Regions from separate parts of the Mus musculus genome. Here region 1 is linked to region 2. The links are chromatin contacts, called in public Hi-C maps. All regions are on one chromosome and are shown on one strand. The core of a region is the stretch at or near the end of the contact, and the rest is flanking DNA. Distances in the headings are between cores, read along the strand shown.

Region 1 (2,700 bases), core at 175-2,674, 3.8 Mb before region 2:
GATTCCTGAAATGTGACCACTCCCAGGCTAAATCCCAGCCATCCAAGCCCAGGACGGTCTCCAGTCACGAAGTGTGGATGTGAGAGAAGGAATGTCCGCACCAGCAGTCTGGTCAACTCTCTGTCCTGGGCTTTCATTACCATTTCAACATGTTATTCTGTATGTTTCGAGTGGCTGTGTATTGTGACCACTGGAACAAGCTTACACAAGCTTCTCAGAAAGAACTTAAGATACTAATGTACTCTAATGTCCCTAGTGTGCCCGAAGTTATACTTTAAGAAGATTCTATTTTTATTTTTGGTTTCGTTATTTTGTCTCCAATAGTCCAGGGAGAAAGCGGGGTTGGAACTCTTGATTCTCCATTCTCCACCTCCCAAGTACTGGAATTAGAAGAATGTTGCAATGTCCTTGCTCTGTTTTGTTTGCCCAGCTCCTTGACTTTTTGAAACAGGGTCTCCTGCAGCCCAGGCAAAAGCACCTGCATTAGAAGAGGATACAGACGGGCAGTAGTGGTGCACGCCTTGAATCCCAGCACTCAAGCAGGCAGCTCTCGAGTTTGAGGCCAGCCTGGACTACATAGTTCCAGAACTGCAAAAACCCCGGGGTCCAGGTGAAGCAGCTACAGAGCCTTCGAATTCCTGTGAAGGAGCAGTTACTGACGAAGAGTTAAGGAAAGGCATCTCCGAGCTGTGCTTTTTAAAATCTGTGTGCTCTAAAGCAGAAATGTCAAGAAGTGCATTTCAAGCAATGCCTAACAACTAATATATTACTAAGCCAAGGAAAAAAGTTCTAATAGAATGAAAAACTGGGTTGGGGGAGCTAAAAGAAGATGATGAAGCTGGAGAAGTCTTTAAGAACCGTGTTACGAAAAAAATTAAATATATTAGAATTAAATAAAACACAAATTTCATGCATGCCTTCAACTTACAGTCTAGTGGGCAATTGGGGATGAGAATGTGAGGGAAGAAAACCTAAAAATACGACTGAAACAAATTTCACATTAACTGCTGGAAGGCACAGGTTGCGGAGATTAAATCTGCACTGAGACAAACCTTTTTTAAAAAGTAGCGCCTAAGGCATTCACCGCTCCTAACACTTGTATAAAATGTTACCCTATAAAGTCCCTAAAAAAGTTAATCTTAGCAACCGGTAACTTTTGCTTGCCACCTCGCAACAGTAGCGAAAACACAAAAGCGGAACGCCAACCACAAACCCCGGAGGCTTAACACACCGCAAATTATCTTAAAAGAGTCACGCGATCTTCCCCCTCCAAAACCAATAATCCGGAGATACTTACACCTCTGTTTCTCTAGAGATATTTAGTATTCCAAACAATTTATTTCGTTTGAAGCACCTACACTCACATAAACATAATTCCCCAAACTCAAGTTTCCTCCTACACACAATATGGTGGCATCTGAGTCTGCGCAGTACGAGCCGAGCCGGCCGACTCCTTCCTGGCAGGCCAATAGTCCCGCCTTCCGGCGCGAAAGGCTGTACCATTCCCACACCGAGGCTTTGCGTCCCTCGCAGTTCACACGAACGGATTTCCGAGCCAGCATGTTCTCGTTTCACCGGCAAGACTGATCTTAGCCGAGCCGAGCCGAGCCAACCCTAAGGAAGTGTTTTCTATGTCGCTGCGCCGCCGCCGCGCCCCAGCGCGCGAATGGTCTGGACCAACGTCACCTCCGGTCTCAAGTGTCATGGCTGCCTTGAGAGTCTAGTGAGTGTGCACCCTGGTGGGGAAGGTCCAAAGCCCGCACGCTGAGGCCCAGTAGAAGAAAGTTGCATCTTGATTGTGGAGCGACAGCTTCTCCGGTGCCTCGGCCATGGCAGCTTCCGGGAGTGGTATGGCCCAGAAAACCTGGGAATTGGCCAACAACATGCAGGAAGCGCAGAGTATCGATGAAATCTACAAATATGACAAAAAACAACAACAAGAAATCCTGGCGGCGAAACCCTGGACTAAGGAGTGAGGAGGTCCCTGGCGAGACGCAGGGGAGGGCAGGGATGGCGGGACTGTGAGAGACCCGCGAGGGGTGGGAGATGAAGGGTGTGGTGAGCTTGGCTTTCTGTGGGGCGTCGACCGAATATTGGCCACAGTGGCCTTAGTCTGCCTTGTCAGTAGAGCCTTACCTGTCCTCTAGGGCCTGCTTCGATTCCCCTTTTAGAAAGTTTCTTGCCTTCAGGGCGTGTAAAGGGCTGACTTGGGGTGCGACTTTTGTCAACATGATTATTTTTGTAAATCTCACACACTCTGCCTTGAACCTGGTGGCTACATGCAGTTAGTTGCAGCCTTCAGTAGATTCCCAAACTGAAGAGCGTGGCTGTTTTTATAAATCGAATGAGCAGAGCATTGATTTAAAAAAAAAAAAAAAATCCATGAGCTCTTGGATTGATTGGTTTGGTTTTTTTTCAGCTCTTTAGACACATACCAAATCCTCTTAGCAGTTCCCTACAATACTACTACAATTCATGTAAACCAGGAATTATAAGAGAGAGCTTAGAAGCATTTTCCCCAGCCAAATCCATGTATCTTTGGGATTGACGACAAGTCAAATGATTCTTTAGAGCAAATTGTATTAAGGAGAGTGAAGAAAAAAATTACAAAAGGTTGCTGAGTAGACTGTCTTGCTGTCTCCAGGTGTTTTGTTCTGATGGCACAGCTGGCTTTAACCGTCAGTACTCTGTTTTCAGTGT
Region 2 (2,700 bases), core at 120-2,619:
ATGAAAACAGATCACTACGTTTTTGTTTTCATAATTACAAGTCAATAATATTAGAATTAAATCCAGCAAAAATCAGTAATCTTAAGGGCACTCATTAAACATCTGAGAAAGCTGAAACTACTAAGTCTCCTTATGACCACTCAAGTTCTGCACACACTTGCAGACTCACTAAACTTAACAGAAGGGTAAAAAGGAAAAGTAATGCTTTTAGGACCTTAGACAATAATCAGTTTTATGATAAGCAAACTACGCTTCCTAGGTCCATAATGCAAAAAGAATTCTAGAGAAATGTGCTAAGTACTATGATTTTATCTAAAAAGTACATTGCATAACCCAACATGCCACAATCTGCTTCTCTAACCTCCTTTCTAAACCAGCAATTGATATTGGTCATTTTTCCTTCTTTAAAATGCCCAAGGGTTATCTAAACACACACATATGAGATATATGTTACTCTAGTTCAGTGTTATTTACAGGTGTACTTTGTAAGATCAATCAACATGTGAGGAACAGATTCGAGTTCAACTGTTTCCCAGACTTGCTATATCGACTGACACTCAACTCTGTGCCTTTACACATGCAGGGTCCATGAGCCATTTTAAAAAAAAACAAAAAAAAAAAACTACAGCTCGGTGTGGTGGCACACGCCTATAATCCCAGCACTCGAGGCAGAGGCAGGTGGATTTCTGAGTTCAAGGCCACCCTGGTCTACAAAGTGAGTTCCAGGACAGCCGGGGCCATACAGAGAAACCCTGTCTTGAAAAACAAACAAACAAACAAAAAAAAAAAACCAAAAAAAATTACTATGCATAAAACTTGAATGTTAGCCGGGCATAGTGGCGCACGCCTTTAATCCCAGCACTTGGGAGGCAGGCGGATTTCTGAGTTCGAGGACAGCCTGGTCTACAGAGTGAGTTCCAGGACAGCCACAGAGAAACCCTGACTCGAGAAAAAAAAAAAAAAAGCAAAAAACAAAAACCAAACAAACAAAAAAACTTGAATGTCTACAGAATGCCTCTTCCTACTACTACCCCTCAATCCTGGCATTCTATCTTCAGTAACCTCTCATGGAATATGCCTTTAATCAGAGCCTTCCATATTTTTTATTTCTTCTCTCTCTCATACCTCCAAATGGGTCCTTTTGTCAAGTAGACATAGCTTCTTAAATTCTCAAGACAATAAGACACCTTATCCAAAATTTCAAACCCACCCTCCAATAGAGACACACACTTCTTAATCTTGGCTTGCTTCTATGTTCACTTATGTTCTCACTTTTCTTCTGAATGATAAGAGACTGGAGTTTGCCTGCTGCTGAATAATTAATTACCAAGGCATCACTAATGAATACTTACCACAGCTTACTCTGAGATGTGTCAAGTCTTGGCAAAAGGGGGCCAAGAGCTGAAGGTCAACCTCAACTACAATGTACACCTCTAAGCAAAGCTCTCTTAATCAGGTAGTCGTTGAAACATTTTCCTCTCAGGTCTAACAGTGGCTCAGGGATATTACACCTTACAGAGCATGCTGGAAACTGAGTTTTAGTCCTAGCAGTACACACTAACAAGGCAAGAAACAAAACAAATAAACAAAAACAACTGGGGGAGACACCAGTCCTTTCATCTTTTGTCCTTTGGCTTTTACAGATCTATGTGTAAAGTCAATCTGCTGTGCATTCAAACCCTGATGTTTGCCATAAAGAGTGCTGCCTGTTCCCTCCATCTCCCCCCACCCCAAGAGAACCCTCTTCTCTCCAGGCAGAGGGCTGCTTCATTGTCTTCCCTAACTCAAAATAAAACAAAATTTTTAAATTTTGCCTAAGTCCACTAACCAATTACATTAATAAGATTTATCAATGTAAATGCTACATTATGGGCCTGACACACCCATGGCATAACTATGTAAATACCATTTATTTTGTTTTTCTTTTTTCAAGACATGTTCTCGCTATGATTCCCAAGACCACCTTAACTTACTGAGTAACTCAAATAACTTAAAGCCATCTTTCTGTCTCAGCCTCCTGGAATGTTGAGATGAATATAGCAGCTACCTTCTAAGCCTTGGCTAACGTTTAAAACAGATATAAATGCTAAAAAACATAACAAAAACTTAATTGGAAAGCGATGATTTGCGTTGTATTTGGTAATAAGACTAAATAAAATATTTCACACATAACAAGTCCATTTATAGATCCCCTCCCCCAAAAAGAAAAACCACCTACTGAAATACAGTACCAACATTTGACTAGGAACACAGATTGGTTCATTTTTAGGCTGCTTCTAAACTGCTTGCTAGCTTTGCAAACCCTCAGATAAGTAAGTCTCACCAATTCTTTACAGAAAATGGTTAGCAAAATGTATAAATTTTAACGCTCATAATAGACTTGTCAACATCCGCACCCAACTGAATGTCTTGCAGGGACTCTATCAATAAGTGAGTCCACGAGTGTTCCGTGGCATCAGTCCTATGTACCAGTTCATGGAATGATCACATTTTAAAGACTCATGACGGAAGGGACAGGATTACGAAACCATAAACAGTCACCATAGCACATCCACCACTCTGTAGAGAAAGTACTGACAGCACGTTCGAAAGCTGTCATTTGTACCAAGTTTTGGTACTCCCATAAGCCCCCACCCCAAATCCATCTGCGGGGCGAGCGAGGCTGAGTCATTCCAAGGAGTAACTTTACACCGATGCTTG

Evidence for each region. A called contact is a pair of places that touch in the nucleus more often than the background predicts.
Region 1: a contact with region 2 is called in a Hi-C map of CD4 T cells, with 7 times the contacts expected there. The contact joins the promoter of Cspp1 here to the promoter of 4732440D04Rik in region 2.

What each region holds. Positions count from the first base shown.
Region 1 is chr1:10,036,942-10,039,641 of GRCm38.p6, reverse strand. Cspp1 (centrosome and spindle pole associated protein 1) reads right to left here and starts at 1,424. Exons shown (of 30, transcript NM_026493.3): 1 at 1,298-1,424. Cops5 (COP9 signalosome subunit 5) reads left to right here and starts at 1,483. Exons shown (of 8, transcript NM_013715.2): 1 at 1,483-1,972. The coding sequence starts at 1,830.
Region 2 is chr1:6,215,281-6,217,980 of GRCm38.p6, reverse strand. 4732440D04Rik (a long non-coding RNA gene) reads left to right here and starts at 1,369. Exons shown (of 2, transcript XR_001778783.2): 1 at 1,369-1,425; 2 at 2,581-2,700. All of the region lies in intron 1 of Rb1cc1 (RB1-inducible coiled-coil 1), which reads right to left.